3 separate regions of the Zea mays genome follow, and regions 1 and 2 are each linked to region 3. The links are chromatin contacts, called in public Hi-C maps. All regions are on one chromosome and are shown on one strand. The core of a region is the stretch at or near the end of the contact, and the rest is flanking DNA. Distances in the headings are between cores, read along the strand shown.

Region 1 (2,700 bases), core at 134-2,633, 200 kb after region 3:
TTTTTTAACATCTTGGTGGTCTTCCTCACCATCAAGGCAATGCTAGCATCAAGATCATCATCACTTGAGGATTCCTCCTCAATTTGTACTTTAGCTTTTCCTTTCTTTTCTTGATTTGCTTTGAGAGCCAAATCCTTTCTCTTGGAAGATGACTCATCATTGTCATTGATGTGCATGTACATCTCATGAGCATTGATCTTTCCCAATATTTGTGTAGGAGTGGCAACTGAAAAATCCATATGATGCAGCACTGTGACAATGAGTCCATATTTATCAATTGGGAGGACACTGAGAATCTTCCTCACAACATCCGATTGTGAAATTTGTGTAAGCCCCAAGCCATTTACTTCCTCTACAAGAATACTGAGACGTGAGTACATAGCATTGACATTTTCATTAGCAAGCATCTCAAAAGAATTTAACTTTCTCATAGCAATATGATATCTCTCCTCACGCTCACTTCTAGTCCCTTCATGTAGAGCACATATATCCATCCACAAATCATGAGCATTCATATGGTTTCTTACTCTATTAAATACATCTTTGTAAAGGTCTCTAAAAAGAGTGTTTTTGGCCTTAGCATTCCATTTCTCATAGTTAAACTCTTCTCCTACCAGATTTGTGGGATCTCTAGGTTCGGGGAACCCTTGAGTGGCGGCTTTGTAGACACCAATGTCTATAGCCTCTAAATAAAGCTTTCATACGAATTTTCCAATTTGGAAAATCTTCACCATCAAAAACGGGAGGATGTCCATCCCCACCGGACATCGTTACTCTAGCGGTTAAGCTAATCTAAGAGCAACAAGGCTTGAATTAAGTGTGGAATGTAAAGCAAGGTTTAGAAGACTCCTCCAAGTTTTCTCGAGGTATCGAAGAGTCGGCACTCCCCTAGTCCTCGTTGGAGCACTCGCGCAAGGGTATCGCTCCCCCTTGTACTCGCAAGAACCAAGTGCTCACTATGAGATGATCCTTTGCTACTCCGGCGCGGTGGATCCCTCACGACCGCTTACAATCTTAAGCCGGGTCACCAACAAGATCTCTAAGGTGATCACTGAGCTCCCAACGCCACCAAGTCGTCTAGGTGATGCCGATCACCAAGAGTAACAAATCGTAGACTTTCACTTGACCAAGAGAAGCCTAATGCATGCGGTGTGTGCTCCAGGTGGCTCTCGCTAGCACTAATGAGGTCCAAATGTGAGATTAAGATTCTCTAATCACCTCACTAGGCTTTGTGTTGCTTGCAATGTTCTACCAATGTGTAGAAGTAAATGTGGGCAGCAAGACCATCAATATGGTGAGTGGAGGGGGTATAAATAGCCCTCACCCACCAACTAGCCGTTACGAGAACCCTGTTGTGCATGGGCGCACCGAACAGTCCGGTGCGCCACTGGTGCGCCTACATCTCCAACGACTAGTTCTAACATCTAGCCGTTGGACAGATGGCACACCGGACAGTGAATAGTCACTGTCCGGTGCCGGTTATAATTCACTTTATCAACTCCGCGCTCTCGGGTTTTTGCACAGGGGAAGGGTCTTCCCCGAGCCAACCTGGCCCCACTGGCAGAGGGCGCACCGGACAGTCCGATGCCCCTGGGCCAGAAACCCTAGTTTCTGCTTTTTCTGTTTTTCAAATCGGTTTTCGTTCTAACTCGTGAGTATGTTTTAGAGTGACACCTAGCACTATATGTGAGTGTGAATATGCACCAACACTACACTAAAACTCTCTTAGTCAAACTACTTATGGACAATCCCTCTTTATAGTACGGCTAAAACAAAATAAAAGACCTAACTCTATACCAAGTGTATGCAACTCCTTGACACTCGGAATACGAAGACCTTCATATTTTGTTTCGTCGTTTTAGCTGTCGCTTCAAGTTCTTATCTCCGGGATTGTTTTCACCGTTGTAGTACATTCTCCTGTAGTGCGACCTAACTTACCATTTGTCTCTACAAAACACACGTTAGTCACATATAATATTAAGTTGTCATTAATCACTAAAACCAACCAAGACCTAGATGCTTTCAAGTAACACCGAACAGGGGCAGGAAATATGTTATGTATTGTGGTGACAGTAACACCGGAAAAGGGGCAAGAAATATGTTACTCCCTCCGTTTGGAAACTCTAATTTCCTAAGACCCTTTTTATTTCATTGAAATTAAACTTTATTCTAATAATTATAATTTAAACAAAACTAATTAAGTTAATATATTTTTATATATAATATGTCTGTATATTGTCCTAAATCATAAGCGAGAGATATACACTACATTTATACTATAGAGAAGCAAGTAAAATAGTATAATATAAATTATATATTAAAAAAGTAGCATGTAAATCTATAGAATCAATTTCCATGTCTCGATTCACAAATTTGAGATATACTTATATATAAACTTTAGATAGTTATAGAATGTCACATTCTAAAAAAAAGTAGCATTAGTTAGATTCCAATTCCTCAAAATAAAGAGAAAAACATGACCTAAGAAAAAATAAACTAATTTTACTTGAGAAAATGAAAATCCTTGGAAAATGACGTTCTCAAACTAGCCCAAAAATAGTACTCGTACTAGCTCTAGATTTTTACATCCATATTCATATGGATGATTATGAAACTAAACATATATATACAACACATACATTAATTGTAAAACAAATTTTAATTGGGGACAGAGGGAGTATTCGCCATGAACAAAACAAA
Region 2 (2,725 bases), core at 155-2,654, 220 kb after region 3:
GTATTTAGATTGATATACTTGATGTTTGTATAATGTATTATTTTGATAGATGTTTAATTTTTATGGGTACGGGTGACACGACAGGTGACCCATACCCACATGGGTATGGGTATGGGAGTAAATCCATACCCACCAGCGGATATGGGTGACTCGACGGGGTTATTTTTTTGTTGCGGGTATGGGTATGGGATAGTAATATATTTACCCATTGTCATCTCTAATAATATAGGAAGACCTTAACCGACTCTGATTAAAGATAGGATAGAATCAGATTGATAGCAGAGTTAGAATTAGAGTCGGTTAAAGAGGTGTTTGGTTCCCCTGACTAAAGTTTAGTTCGTATCACATCGGATATTTGAATGCCAATTACGAATATTAAATATAGTTTAATTACAAAACTAATTATGCAGATAAAGACTAAACTGTGAGACAAATTTATTAAGCATAATTAATTCATGATTAGCAAATGTTTATTGTAGCATCACATAGGTAAATCATGGACTAATTAGGCTTCATAAGTTCGTCTTATCGTTTAGTCCCCATCTGTGTAATTAGTTTTGTAGCTAGAATACATTTAGTACTTTAACTAAATCTAAACAACCGATGTGACAGGACTAAAATTCAGTCACCTGGATCCAAACATCCCACCCCCTAAGGTAGTTGTACCCGAGTTGAACTCTCTGTCATGTTGTAATCCTGATATTCTGCCCTATACATACTCAGATCCTCTCGGCCTAATAGGTTTTTTTGCAATGTCAACTTCTATGTGCATTATATGTTAAGTAAAAACAGGTATTTTGGGAAATGATACAAGTACATAGCAGAACTTTTCATTTCACGTACTGATGATTGTTTCTAGTCCAAAGGGAAGACCCTTTTACATAGAAGTAGCATATGAAAGTTGTCTGGGTTGTGAATTACAAAAAAAAAATCCCCGATTGACACGCTGACACAGCTTGTTCCCAACGCCCAAATCCCACACTGAGCAAACAAACTGCGTCATTTCCCTTTAGATCCCGATGAACTCCACCAATGGCACGGAACTAACTCGGACATGCAGATGGATAGCATCACAGACGCTACCAAGCTGGCCGCTCGATCAACTATCTACCAACACTCGACGCACGAATTACCCGCTGGACCCAGCCCCAGCGCCCGAATCCGCAATGCCGCTCGACCCGAAGCTAAATTAACGGCTAAATCAAGCGTGGCCGCCGCCTGCCGTGCATGAGCTCAAAATCCGCGCGAAGGCAACGAGAGGGAAAGGAAATTTAGGGACTGCCGAACGGGAGTGGGGGCGTCATCCGTACCCTTTATAGACGTCGCCGAAGGAACCGCAGCCGATGAGGTCGCGGCTGCTGAACCGCGCCTCGATGGCGGCCGCCATCGATGCCGAGTCCGACATCCTTCGTTACCCCTAGATCCGGCCGCGGCCGCCGCCGTGCTAGGATATTAGAGATCAGGAATCGTTGCTGCGTTCGCTCGCCGTCTTCCTCCCGCCTCTAGGGTTTGGATTAGGGCGGCGTTCGTCTCGCGCTACACGCTGCTTCCGGTACCGCTCATTTCGAGAGGTCGCGAGATTTGTCGTTGGTCCCTGGTTCGTGTCTGTTCGGCCGGGAGGTGGAGATGGTGGGGCCGCGTCGGAGGGGCTGGAGATGGGGGTAGGGAGGTCAGGACTCGTGTTTGAATGCTAGTAGATAGGGTATGTTTGGTTCGAGAACCTGGTTGTGGACAATTTAAGTATCGTATAGATTATGTGGAGAAAAAGATAGAAAGTTTCATAGTCTTTATGATCTAGAAAAAAAGTGGATTCCTTCTATTATGACTACTCGATCAATTGTGTATTCGCACTGATTTTGAACGGTTTTCACCAAATGTTTCGGTGACAATTAATGAGCAAGAAAGGATGAAAGTGATTCCTTATGCTTCGGCTATAGGTTCCATCATGTATGCAGTGCTATATACACACTCAGATGTCTTGTATGTTGTAAGTGGTACGAGCAGGTATCAATCAAACTATGATGAAGCTCACTCTACAGCTATAAAGAACATCCTTGAGTATTTAAGAACTAAGGATGTGTTCTTAGTGTTTGGTGGTGAGAAAAAACTCATTGTAACTGATTACACTGATACTAGCTTCTATATAGACGTAGATGATTCTAGATCGCAATCCGGTTTTGTTTTCTGTGTCAATGGTGGAACGGTGAGTTGGAGGAGTTACAAACAAGATACAGTAGTAGATTCGACGCGGAAGCTGAGTATATTGCAGCTTTAGAAGCTGCAAAAGAGGTTGTTTGGATCAGAAAATTTGTTTTTTATTGGGTGTTGTTCATAGTGCGCCCAGCTCAGTGGATCTCTATTGTGATAATAGTGGAACCATTGCACGGGCTAACGAGCCTAGATCACACCAAAAGACCAAACATATATTAAGTCGATGTCACCTCATTCGCGAGATCACTGGACGAGGTGATATAAATATTTGCAATGTGGATTAAATGTTGCAGATCCATTGACGAAACCTCTTTCATAAGTAAATTGTGAGGCACACATAAGATCAATGGGTATAAGGTGCTTACATCAGTTATTTTAGTGTGAATGTGTGAGAGGCTTATGTCATGACTATGTCTATGTACTATTGAATAAAGTATTGTTTAATAACTAACATTTAGATCGATTATCAAGTATGTGACTTGTTCGTAAAACTCTTTGTTGATTATGGTGTTAT
Region 3 (2,835 bases), core at 29-2,528:
CCAGCAGTGGCTGCCTTTCCAGTCCCAACCAAATCACAACCACCCCTGAGAAGCCAACAACTCAGACAAGGGAAACAATCTCAAGATTTTTTTAGTATGCACATATGACCTTGAATCTTACTTGATCACGCTCCCCTTGGCATTCGTCGAAGCAGCCATAGTAGCTGCTCTGCACATGTTCGCCTGCGTCTTTGGCGTGCGCGCACCAGTATTCACTGAAGAGCTGTCACATGTCGAAATTGGAGGTGCAATTTTGGTAGAAGGAGAAGGAGGACGCGTCTGCATCTTAGGCGTGCTGGCAGCACCACCATCTGCTGCAAAGTCAGAACTTAACTAAGAATACCACAATTTTCCACCCAAGTAATCAAAGAACACAGAGGCTAGCAAATAGCAACTCACATTTTACGGATAGGTCTGTCGCCGAGAGGAACTCGAACGATTGGGGCGATTTATCCTTCTCTTCTTGAGCCGGATGTGAAGCCGGCGGCGATTCCGATATTGCCTCAGGACATTGAGCACTGACCAAAACATATGGCACACAAACTTGCCTGAACTTTCCACCATGATGAACCCAAAATAAATTTTAGTATGATGTGTCCGATGCTTACCCATCAATAGCATCTGCTCCGTGTACCGAGACGCTTCCTGCTGCCACCTCCACGGGCACCGCCTGCACAATTTACAAATATATAAATCGCCAGACGAGACGAACGAGGCGGAATAGACAAAATCACGGAGGAACTAGGAGCGAGAGCAATCCCCTTCCGTTTATTTACCTCTGGAGCCGGCTCCTCGGCTTCCGCGAAATCGCAGAGGACAGCGACCTTGGCTTCCGCCCTCGATTCCTTTATCCTGGGGTTGAACGCTGGAATCCGGAATAGGGAAAAATCAGGGAAAATTCGGCGAGGGAAATAAGGGCCGGAGCGGAGGCGGAACTGGGAGGGAAGGAGGGCGATCGGCGAGGAAGCCAGGAGGGGCTCAGCAGCGCGCGGGGGTTACGTACGCGACGGGGCGTGGCTGCGGGCGGCCTCGAACCAGCTCTCGGCGGCGCGTACGGCCTCCTCCGTTTCCTCGGTGATGAAATCGAAGAACCTGGGCGCAGAGAACTCGTACGCCTCGTCGATCGCCCCCGCCGCCACCGTTCCTGTGTCCAGCGCCATCGGCTCTCGCTCGCTAGCTCAATCAAATTATGCGTCTGCCCCCTGAAGCGGCGAGGAACTGGAAGACGAGTGAATGAAGCAGGAGGAGGAAACGTCGGCGAGGGAATGAGGGATGGATGAGGTGGAGCCGATCGGGAGAAGAACGTGGGGGTGGGCAATGGGCATACCCGCATAGGGGCAGGGGTCTCCAACGGTCGGGAGGTTTGAACCCTGTGCCAGGCTTCGTAGAGGAGTTGGCGAGTTGCCCTGGTGGACCGTTGGGCGCACGACGCACGCTCCCTGCGCGCAACGGCTATTTCCCGGGCGAGTCTGTGGGTGGGCCCCGCAGATTAACGGTAGTGGGACAGAGATTTGCCGGCGCCCGGCTGGTCACAGTCTCACGGAGAGGCCAGGCCGCCAGCCCGCCAGCCCGCCGCCAGCAATTGGGGGCGTTTCCCCAACGCTACACGCTGGCGTGCTGCTCCGGGGTCAAACTAAAAAGCGTTTATTTTATTTACAGTTATTTTATTTACGGAGTTGGTAACAAAATATCCATCTCCAAACTGGATTTACGGAGATACTTAGAAGTAGTGCATGTCCTAAAATCTATTAAAGTGATCCAATTATTCAAACTAAAATCTATTTTCTAATTGGTTCACACATATTGTTATATGAGATCGATCAAGTCATATACTTATATGGCTATTGTCATGCTCTATGGTTTATATGTTTATCGTTTTAAAATAATCATTTTATTAATTTTCGATCGTTATCGATGCACTTTCGATCGTATACTTTCGGTATCGACATTATCGAAATATCGATGCCGTTTTTGTTTCCGACAATATTGTATCGTTTTCGTTTCTGTCAAAATAATTTGAAAGTGGACTTTTTTCCGATTATTTTTAGCCTTACTCTGCTCTATAGTGACATGGAGAGGTATACTAGTATCCCGACGCGCTGTTTTGTTTGGCTGCAACAGCGTTGTCGCTGTTCATCTTGTGATGGGTAGTTAAGGCTGGGTTACCGACTACCAACGATCATATCAGTCCTAACATCCATCGATCCGTCGGTAGGTCTGCTTACCATTCGATTCAATCGATGTCAACATCATTAGAGCCTGCGTCGGTTGTTACCAATAGTTGATATCGATCTATCCAATGGCAGATCGAGAAACTGATTAAAGAAGGGGCTACTCAGATATGGCTATTTTTTAGTTTGAACAAAATGATATAATCGATACTTAATATGATACTTAATATGACAAAGTGACAAGATATATTTTAGATTTTGAAGACACATATAGACTAATTAGTATGCCTCCAACTCCTCAGGTTATAGTTGTGGGTGGAGAATTGGAGATGGGTTGCGCCCTAGGCGCATGTGGGTGATGGGAGGCCGTGATCTCCTCACGGCAAGGAGGAAGACAGGCGAGAGTTAGGGTGGGATGGCGGCTGATCAACTCTATGTTGATCTCTGCCCTCCTTCTTTTATTGATTACCAGGTAGGTATAAATACCCTCCTATTACAGACTAATCTGATAAGGTCTTAGTCCTTATCCAAGGCTAGAACGGGCCAAGCTACCAGCCCATCTAACGTACATATCCCCAATTAGGATCAGTTAAGCCGGGTTAGCCCCCTTATTAGTATTCCCAGACTTAATACCGACCATAACATCTCTCGACTCCTCCAGAAA

What was found. A called contact is a pair of places that touch in the nucleus more often than the background predicts.
Region 1: a Hi-C map of tassel shows a contact between it and region 3, with 6 times the contacts expected there. The contact joins the enhancer-like site here to the promoter of LOC100383389 in region 3. A contact is called at or near these places in 12 of 25 Hi-C or Micro-C datasets (bundle sheath, ear, endosperm and 5 more) and 1 of 3 datasets of contacts at active chromatin or transcription factors (leaf).
Region 2: a Hi-C map of leaf shows a contact between it and region 3, with 6 times the contacts expected there. The contact joins the promoter of LOC542105 here to the promoter of LOC100383389 in region 3. A contact is called at or near these places in 7 of 25 Hi-C or Micro-C datasets (bundle sheath, ear, endosperm and 2 more) and 1 of 3 datasets of contacts at active chromatin or transcription factors (leaf).

Annotation. Positions count from the first base shown.
Region 1 is chr7:160,747,683-160,750,382 of Zm-B73-REFERENCE-NAM-5.0, forward strand. No RefSeq gene overlaps it. Among protein-coding and RNA genes, the nearest start is that of LOC542105, 17 kb to the right of the region's middle. Within about 2 kb of position 1,384, at least 2 of the 20 cell types and tissues checked have an H3K27ac peak or open chromatin away from gene starts, as enhancers often do. A contact at or near this core is called in root tip and tassel, where this site is marked.
Region 2 is chr7:160,764,581-160,767,305 of Zm-B73-REFERENCE-NAM-5.0, forward strand. It overlaps LOC542105 (GCK-like kinase MIK), which reads right to left and starts at 1,405. Exons shown (of 20, transcript NM_001111738.1): 1 at 1,311-1,405. The coding sequence starts at 1,405.
Region 3 is chr7:160,546,520-160,549,354 of Zm-B73-REFERENCE-NAM-5.0, forward strand. LOC100383389 (Protein TPX2) reads right to left here and starts at 1,279. Exons shown (of 21, transcript NM_001176044.1): 1 at 1,004-1,279; 2 at 777-865; 3 at 609-670; 4 at 400-518; 5 at 122-311; 6 at 1-45. The coding sequence starts at 1,160.